Regions from separate parts of the Sus scrofa genome. Here region 1 is linked to region 2. The links are chromatin contacts, called in public HiChIP or PLAC-seq maps. All regions are on one chromosome and are shown on one strand. The core of a region is the stretch at or near the end of the contact, and the rest is flanking DNA. Distances in the headings are between cores, read along the strand shown.

Region 1 (4,934 bases), core at 1,348-3,847, 160 kb after region 2:
CACTGATTTTCAGTTTTCTATCTCCGTTTGAGGTTTAAATTTCAGTAAGAGAGTATGGAGTTGGTCTGTTTGGGTCACAATGCCCACCCTTTTGCTGGGGAAAATGACAGGGTATGTAAAATGTAAATGGCGATTCCTTTCTCTTCCCAGAGAGAAATGTATACTGTTTCAGATATTATTGTTGATTTGCAGGAGCCCTTCAACTACTTTGGATATGATGCTTTGTTCATCTGGGACTGAGGTGCTGGGGGGCCTATCTGCCACGGCATGCTTTAGTCGTAATTTTCTTTTCTTTCTTTCTTTTTTTTTTGGTTTTTTAGGCTCACACCTGCAGCATATGGAGGTTCCCAGGCTAGGGGTCTAATCAGAGCTGCAGCTGCCGGCCTACGCCACAGCCACAGCAACGCAGGATCCAAGATGCTTCTTCAACCCACACCACAGCTCACGGCAATGCTGGATCCTTAACCCACTGAGCAAGGCCAGGGATTGAACCCACAACCTCATGATTCCTAGTCGGATTCGTTTCTACTGCGCCACAATGGGAACTCCAGTTGTAATTTTTACATTAACTGAACACTAGAGAGGTACAGTTCTGAAATGGTGATGCACTAGGCTGTCTTGTAAGCCAAAGCTACTTGGCTTCCCTGATAGGATTCCACAAGGTTGCATCTAGAGTTCAGAGCCTTGTCCTCATCCCGTCATGATCAATACCTGATTTTGTCTGTACGCTGAGAGTGGATGCCTCTGTCAAGGAAAGACTCCCATTCACAGAGACATATCTAAATCTATATCTGAATGCCCCAGTGCATGGATTTCTGCATTTTCTCCCTGTAAGAAGGCCACAAGGGAAACTAAGTCTCACAAGGGAGTGACAACTGAAGAATTTATCCTGAAAAATACAACCGTCAAGGGTACTAGAGGTTTCTGTCAGTTTTATCAGCCCATTCACTCCCTGTTGGCAAGCTACTACTTGGGAAACCACAACCTCAGAAGGTGGCTTGGTGAGCCTGCAATCAGAGCAAGGGCATTGGTGCACTTTAAGAAGTGGCTTTTAGCTAAGAAACTTGAAGTACACTTACACATCATGGGGATGGCTCTGCCAAAGAAAGCTAATTTTTCCATTCATCTTGGCCAAGACTCGCTCTCCTCCAGACAGTGCTTGGGTGGGAACTATCAACACTTTCCTCTGACTCTGCTTTTCATATATCCCTATGCTTGAATAAGCCCCCTCGCTGCACATGATCTTTCTCTAAACACAGCATCATAGTTGATCTGGTTTCTGCTTACTAAATTTCAGTCATACCCTGTTCACCTTAAACTTATACAGTGCTGTATCTCAATTATTTCTCAATAAAACTCGAAGAAAAAATAAAATTCAGTCATAGTCAAGTGCTGTCTTCCAAAAGTTACATCAACTTGAACTTTCTTAGAGTTTTGCCTGTTCCCAAACTTCCTAATTTCTTGATTTATGCCCCTGTTGTCTGTGGATCTTAAAATTCATACTCAGATAATAACCTTATATCTGAACTATTAGGGCATATTTCACTGTAGACCTCATGTTCTGACATTATTTTATTATTTTGCCCACTCATAAAAAAATTCGATCATTGCTGACAGGTGAATCATTCATTAAACTGGTCGTTGAAAAGGTTTCACACTAATTCCTAGATACCGAGGTTGGCCAATTTTGTCTTAGTCTCACTGTTCCACTAACATCTATTCCATTTTAAAATGATATTCTCTATTTATGCCTGAGTGTATTTTATAATGTTCTTTGTATGCCACTCACTCTGTCGGTGTGCATGCCTGTATGATACACATCCACTATGTTGGTGCGATTTCCACTCAACATTTTCTGTGTCACTTGCTTCTGAGAGCTCCATGCCTCTTCCTTGCTAACTGATGCAAGTAAAAGTCTGTAGCTCTCCCGTTTTGAAGACTGGCCTAGTCTGCTGTATGTATTCTCAGACATACTGATTAGCTCATTCAGGATTATGTTATGTGCTAGGCCCCCAAAGACATTAAGATGGCTTTCTGTAACACTCCCCACAAGTGAGAAAGTGTGGTACATTTTGGAGGCCATCACCCAACACCACTCTCCAACTCCCACTCTTTTTTTTTCTGCAAATGAAAATAGCTTTACAGCAATTTTTTTTTTTCATAAAAAGAATGCAGGCTGCGGGTGGGAGAAGGGCAGAAGGGAAAGAACAAAAACGCATTAAGAAAGGAAAACACACACACACACTCACTCACTCCAGGGCTCCTTTTCAGATGGCTTTTTCATTTCAGATCTGGGACTGGATTTCAGAGGAAACCGTAGACATTTATAGCTGGGAGGCGGGGAGGTGGAAGGAGAGGTTGCTGTCCCAGGAGCCTAGGGAAGGAAGAGGCAGTTTTTCAAAAAGTACAAGTGGCCAGTAACCCCAGGGGGAGATGCTGTCCCTTTCTGGTAATGGGGGAAGGCAAACACAACTATAAGGAGATGGGATTGGCAACGAAGAAAGAGTAACAAGGCCTGGTGTGGGGGAGGGAATGGAGGGGGGCGGGCCCTCTTCTGCCGCACTGCTGGTGGGAGGGGAAATTGGGGACCCGAGTTGGTGGATGACGTAGCTCTCACGTGACCAAGAGCTGACGTGTGCAGAAGTCCTTCTTGTTCTGGTCGTTGTTCCCCGTCTGAGTACCAGCTCCCCACTGCCCTGAGGGTGAGCGGGCCGGTGGCAGAGGGAAGGAGGAGGAGAAGGAAATTGTCCCGGATCCCTGCAGGTCAGTGCCAGGGAGATTCCAGAAGGTGGGGGTGGCCGAGGGTGCAGGGCGCAGACCGTCGCGGGTCTTGGGGCGCCTCTGTTGTCTCTCCCACTCGCCGCCGGCTTTGCAAGACATCTGTCCCGCCCGCAGCCCATTTCGATGCTGCGAAATGGTGAGTAGGGGGATGTTTGGGGAGGAGCCCAGAGATCCGGAGGTGGGAACCTGGTGGGAACCGAGGCCGTAATCTGCAAAGGGAGCTGTGGCCTGGGTGTTGGCCCCCCAGTCCTTCAGGACAGTGCTGGCCGGGAAAAACTGCACTTAGCGAGGGGGGAGTGCAACGTGATGTGTCAGCAGAAGCCCCCAAGAGGGTAATGGGGGTGGGAAACCTTTGACAACCAGGCCTCCGAATTAGGAAAGAGTTTTCTGTTCTGGGGACTGGTCCGTCCACCAAGCACTCGGTAGCGTCTGTTTCCCGTCTTTCTGTGACTGTGTTTTCCTGACCATGGCTCTGTGTCTTGTGGGTCCGAGCCTCTCCCGGGTTGCCAGTCTTTCTGTAGGTTGCGGCACTACGGCAGGCTACAGAAGAGGAAGGAAATTAACCCCGATCGGTGAAGGTCGATTTGAGGGTAAGACCATCTGGGGACCCTAACAGGGCTGGTGATGGGGGTGGGTAGAAACCAGAGGTGGCAATGATCTAGGTTAGGTCTGAGTCTGAGTGTGTTTCTTACACTCTGGGGACTGTGTCGAAATGGCGTGCGTTGTGTGTGTGTGTGTGTGCGCGAGCGTGTGCGCGCCCGTGTGTCGCGGGGGTGGGGGAGAATGACAGAAGGGAAACCTATCAGATAGTTTGTTCATAATCCTCTTCTCTCAACAGCACTTAGTCCCCATGTTTTCGATCTGTCATCCTGCAGGTCTGCTGTAGCAGGTGGCACCAGTTGAAGCGAGGGAGGAAGTTTCCTCGGATCAGTAGAGGTCGGTGTGGGCGTGGGGGCTGCTTAGAATGGGGGAGGGGTTGGAAATCGCCCGTGGTTGGACAGGCTCACCCAATCCTACTTTATTTCCCTAACATCCCTCCCATTTCAGGCTAGGGAAGGGGCAGGCATGTGCATGTTTTGGATGGCATAGAGAAGTTTTCTAAAAAAAAAATATGACAACCTAGATGGTGAATCAGGAAAGCAACGAATGAACAGTCAATCCATTAAGCCTTTAGTTCTCACTGGCTCTGGTCTCTCTGCAGATCACAAGGGTTGTTGGGCGTGGCACACCTCCAGGGGAGGGAAGAAGGGGCAAACTGCTTGTCTGGAGGAGGTTAGTGCAAGGGTGCTACTCCCTGTGAACACCGATTTTGGGGTGGCTGAGGCCCCAGCAGAGACTGTGGGCTCTGTTGCCTTTATCTAGGCTTGGGGAGGGTGTGGACTGGGGAGGGTAGGAGGAGGGTGAAGTGAGAGGGCACAGTTTGTTAACAATCTACATTTCCTACCAAGAACTCATTTACTTGTCCCTCTGTGCAACTCCCTGCATGGGATAACACAGAGAGAAGAGAAACTCAAACCCCATTTCCTTCCTCCACCCCTAGGTCCACTTGTAGTGTCAGCTACTGTGGCCTTGAAGTGGGGCTGAAGACAAGACGATCACCCTCTGCAGGCCTGCACCCAGCCAGGCCTATAGCCATCCTCCCCCAGCCTGAGTGACTACTCTGTTCCTTGGTCCCTGATACTGTCAGGGACGATTGCATGGGCTACGCCAGGAAAGTAGGCTGGGTGACTGCGGGACTGGTGATTGGGGCTGGCGCCTGTTACTGCATTTACAGACTGACCAGGGGAAGAAAACAGAACAAGGAGAAAATGGCTGAGGGCGGGTCCGGGGACGTGGATGATGTTGGGGACTGTCCTGGGGCCAGGTACAATGACTGGTCAGACGATGATGATGACAACAGTGAGAACAAAGGTATAGTATGGTATCCACCTTGGGCCCGAATTGGGACTGAGGCTGGGACCAGAGCTAGGGCCAGAGCAAGGGCCAGGGCTACCCGGGCACGGAGGGCCGTCCAGAAAAGGGCTTCCCCCAATTCAGATGATACCGTTTTGTCCCCTCAGGAGCTACAAAAAGTTCTTTGCTTGGTTGAGATGTCTGAAAAGCCTTATATTCTTGAAGCAGCTTTAATTGCTCTGGGTAACAACGCTGCTTAT
Region 2 (4,842 bases), core at 23-2,522:
TCTATATGCCCAAGTGCAGGGCCTGGTACTGCACTGTGCTTTTTTTGGTCTTTTCTTTTCTTTTTTTCTTTCTTTTTTTTTTTTTTTTAGGGCCACTCCCGTGGCATAGGGAAGTTCCCAGGCTAAGGTTTAATGGGAGCTGCAGCTTCTGGCCTATGCCAAGGCTACAGTAATGCAGGATCCGAGCTGAATCTGTGACAATTTACAGATGAAGGCTGTGTGGATCAGATAGGATCAATATCTGTCTTATCCAGTCTAACCTTTTATCTTCAAAAGATAAAGGCCCTTGACGTCAACCTTCCAACCAGATGTTATACTCAAGGGCTACAGGAAGGGGTGATCTCAGAGACTCCATGGTCTCTCTAAATTGCTTCCACTTACAGCCAAGGAACCCATGACCCAAAAAGAGGAAGAAAGGGCACGTGTCATAGTCCTCTGTCCTTCCTACTCACCACAGCTGTCTTCACTGCTAGTACCTCGCAGAGAGAGAGCAGTAGCTCTTAATAAGGGTCTGAACAGAACCAGATGATAAGTGGAGAACATCCTTAACTGGGTGATTAGGCAGAGAGAGGCGGAGAAGTAGAGGTCTCTGGCCGGACTCCCACCCCGGCGGGTGGGGTGGGGAGGCTACATGGAGAAAATTTAGGGCTAGTTCCCATCCAGGCTAGTTTGCTGGCGATAAAAAAAAAAAAAAAAAGCAGGAGCAATAGGGCAGCTCTCCCTGGGGCTCGAATTTTCTCGCTGCGACCCTCCATGCCTTCAACGGTAGCCGGAAGGAAAGGCGAAGGGAAGAATGTACCCAGTATTTCTGATACCTGATACAGGAATCCGGATCTTCTTGACAGTCCACATTGCACATGAAGCGCTCCCAGTGCAGCCAGCCCATGGTAGGGGTCCTCGCCAAGCCGTTGTTCAGGGCCCGGGCCCCTGGGACGCCCCAGAGAACCTGGGCCAGGAAGCAAAATGGCAGCACGTAGCCCAGCCGCCGGACCCTGCTCACCGGCTTCATCGTAGCTGTCATCACGCAACAGAGATCTCCAGGAGTCACCTGGGCTTCTAGGTTCTTAAGGGCTAAAAAGGCGGAGGCGGCCCGCGGAACCCAACTTCGCTCGCCTACCCAATCATCGGTGAGTTGTTAAGCAATGACGAAACTGTTTCTCCGGCAACTGGGATGGTTATCCCCAGAGGCGGACCAATAACCAGTCAGAGAAGACGCCCCGCCACCAACCATACCATCTTTTTCTGAATATCGACCCGCCCTATTGTCATACCAGAAGGAAGTGCGGCACTTTAATGATCCCGCGGTAGAGCCGAGCAGTGCTCACGTGACCGAGATCTCACATGACGTAGGTCCTCACGTGACCAGTCGCTTACGTGAGCAGAAGTAGTTCTGGTCGTCGTCTACCGTCTCGCTATAGCCGTTTGAGGGAAGAAAGAGGAAAATTATCCGGTATCGTTAGAGGTTGGTGTGTGGGTGGGAGCCGGGGCCCCGGGGGGTGGTGATGATGAAGACCAAAGCGGGGTCCGCGGGCCGCCTCCGCCTTTTTCGTTCCCTGCTTTCCGCTCCCCCGCTCTCCCCTCCCCCCGTCTCAGTGCCGGGAAGCCGCCTTTGCTGCGCCTGGTGGGGAAATGGTGGACGTTTCGTGACTGTGTCTGTGTTTTTGTATATCTGTCTGTCTGGGCGGGTCTCAGAGGACCCTTAAGAGAAACCATAAGCTGAAAGACATTGGAAAACCACGTCCCTAGTTTAGGAAGATCCTGATCTTGAGACCAGAGGTCTGAGTGCTGGTCCATCCATTCAGGCACCCAGTCTCCAGTGCCTGATTGTCTGTCTGTAGGGGGAGGCACCAAGCGAATTTGATCTGTAGAGTCACGTCTAGGCAAATGCTGCGTGCCTCACAGAGGCGCCCAAGGAATTTTTAAAAATTGAATTAAATATTTAAATAACGTTTATTTTTCTGCTTGTAACAATTCACATGCTCAATTTTGAACATTGGAAAAATAACAGTATACTATAAATTAAAAAAAAATACACCCAGAGATAACAGCTCAGCATTTTGGTCTATAAAAAGTCTGTACATATCACAGGCATAGGTGCACAAATTCTTCACTCCTAAATGGAATCCTGGGTCCTACTTCAGGCAACAGAGTCCTCGTGGCCTTCCCAGGAGTCACAGTAATGAAGTAGAACTTCCCTGCCACTACAGTGGGGGACGTGAAAGCCTAGAGTGCTGTAGGGACGTTAAATGGGATGGGTCATCCAAGAAATAAGGCAGGCAAAATACCAGTTCGTAAATCTGTCACTCAGACTAAAGACGGTCCGTAGGAAGGCTATTATCATGGCAGATGCAGTGTTCCAGGCACATAATAGGCAATTAGTAAATGTTGACTTGAATCCTCAGTGTAGTTTTAGGGCAGTTATTACACTTTGTCCTTTCTTTCCAAGAGGCCCAGTGTTCCCCAGACCGTGTCAGATAAGTCATCCACATACAAAATGAGAAAATTTTATAAAATTTGCTCTACCAATCCCAGAAAAGTAAACATTTTGTTAGTTTTCTGTTATTTTTCCCTGAAATAAAGGTAACTACTCTCTATAGAAAATCAAGAAGGCACAAAAAATTGACAAAAATTTTGAAAAATCCATAAATCTACCAGAGTAACCACTATTAACATGTGCCATATTAACACGTACTTTTCTAACATTGCTCTTTATTCTAATTACAGTGATTTAAAAGTTAAAACTATGTAGAAGTATACAGGGTAAAAAGTGAAAAATCCACTTCACTCTTCCTACCCGCTAGTCCTCATTTTCTCAAAAAAACAACTCATATCCCTCCAGAACTTCTCTGCATTTACATATGTATATACATGCCTGGGTATACTTTAAAATAAGTAGGATCATACTATGCATATTCCTTCACTTAATGTATTTTGGAACTCTTCCTATGTCAGGGCAGATTTTTTAAAAAACAGCAGCATGATATTCTGTTTTAAGGGTAAAGTGTAATTCAGCCATTCCCCTGTTGATGGATGATTAGGTTTCTAATTTTCTGCCATTACCAGCAGTGCAGCAGTGAACATTTGTGAGAATTTCTCTTGACCAGGTTTCTGTAAGGAATTCCAGCAGGGTCAGAGGATATGTGAACACAGATCTTTTTCATAGTTGAGGTTGTAAAATAGCTATGATCTTGGGTCACTTAAGATTATAGCATGAGTATTTCTCGTGTCATTAGATGGTTTTATAATTTTTAAAGTGTGTCATGTTTTATCTTTCTTAATAAAATACCTTTCAAAGAACATATAGCTCCATAAAGCTTTGTCTGAATTTCAGACCATTTTCTCAGGGTACAAAACCAGAAGTGGGTTTCCTGTATCAAAAGATGTTATACATACTTCCAAATTGCTTTCCTGAGAGACCTTATCAACTTCACTCCTCTGGGAGTGTATTTGCGAACCCTGCATATCTATGTTGACCTATCCTACCTGTTTAATTTTCACTATGTTAATGGGTGAAGAACGGTGATTAATTCAGGCTTTAACTTGTATTTCTGATAATTGATGAGGTTTGAAAATTTCCCAGACTCCTCTCCTGTATCCTCACATCCGTACTGCCGGTATATTTAATCTATTAGTAAGTCCCACGGACTGTGGTACGCTTTGAATGGCTAGATCTTATCTTTCTTCTCCCCACCCCCATTTTTAAACTGCTGTTGCTTTAAGTGAATCCCTTAGCATCTCTAAGAGACTAGAGTTCTAACAGATCTTGCTAGTGTCACCCAACTCCTCCTGTTTGAGAGCCACACTGTTGCCATGGCGATCTTTCTGAAAGGTTCTGATTACTTCATTCTCCTCCCCTCACTTTGCTTCTTTCACTTTCCTCCCCTCACTCCCCTCCTTGCACCCCCCCCTTTCTCCCCTCCCCACAGCCCCCAGTTTAAAACCCTGAAAAGGCCCTTAGCCTTTGTCCGGATGAGACCTTCCAGACCTGATCTCTCCATAGCCAGCCTTATCTCTTGCCTTGCTGCCTCCTATTTTAAAGTTTGTGGCTCCCTGAGCCAGTTAGTCCTTTTTATTCGACCATTCTTCGCCAGCTGAATTAACCAGCCAGTCCCTGCTTTATACCACCTCTTCACCCCACACAGAACCCTGTCATAGCAGGGATACTGTTTCTTTGCCCTTTTTGTCATTAGTTAAGTTGTGTAGCAGACCCTGTAGGACCATAAGGCCTCTCTGGGCTGATTGAGCCTTGTATGCCAGAGCCGAGTGCTGGACCTGGCAGCTGAAAAATGCCAAATGATGGTGTGAATTCTCCGTAATGTCTTTTTTTCCATTTATCTTTTTGGCCTTAATATTTCCCTGATTTTATTATTTCGTATGAGTTTTTTAAATATAATAAGGATAGTAATGAATTTGTTGTAGGTATCTTCTCAGGCATATTGTCTCTCTTTTCTAATCTTACTGTCTTTTCTAATCTGATGTAATGAAGTTTTTCACTTTAATATAGTCAGAGCCATCTTTGATTTGTTGACGTCTTCTGCTGGGTTTGTCACCATTAATTTTGGATATCTTTTCATCTTTTGTATATCTTTTCTGACTCTGTTTATATATGGTCAATGTGGAAAGCTTAGAACATACAGAAATGTCCAAAGAAAACATTCTGTGAAACAGAAAGTTCCCATGATCCCTTGACCCAGAAATAGCCAACATGTAATAGGTATTGAATAAATAGTTGTTGAATGAGTGAACGAGTTAGAAATTTAGTGAAGTCTTTTTGTTTATACAAATCTCTTACAAAAAATCTATTAGTGTAATTGTTTTCTATTAATAGTTTGCTTTTTTCTC

Evidence for each region. HiChIP or PLAC-seq counts read pairs in DNA pulled down with a chosen protein or histone mark.
Region 1: an H3K27ac HiChIP or PLAC-seq map of alveolar macrophages shows a contact between it and region 2. The contact joins the promoter of ARMCX3 here to the promoter of HNRNPH2 in region 2. A contact is called at or near these places in 1 of 5 promoter capture datasets (fetal liver), 2 of 47 Hi-C or Micro-C datasets (embryonic fibroblasts and heart right ventricle) and 1 of 2 datasets of contacts at active chromatin or transcription factors (alveolar macrophages).

The regions. Positions count from the first base shown.
Region 1 is chrX:83,185,342-83,190,275 of Sscrofa11.1, forward strand. ARMCX3 (armadillo repeat-containing X-linked protein 3) reads left to right here and starts at 2,598. Exons shown (of 4, transcript XM_003135252.4): 1 at 2,598-2,763; 2 at 3,292-3,371; 3 at 3,657-3,717; 4 at 4,322-4,934. The coding sequence starts at 4,479.
Region 2 is chrX:83,031,253-83,036,094 of Sscrofa11.1, forward strand. HNRNPH2 (heterogeneous nuclear ribonucleoprotein H2) reads left to right here and starts at 1,273. Exons shown (of 2, transcript XM_021079664.1): 1 at 1,273-1,462. It overlaps GLA (galactosidase alpha), which reads right to left and starts at 1,021. Exons shown (of 7, transcript NM_001177925.1): 1 at 816-1,021. The coding sequence starts at 1,021.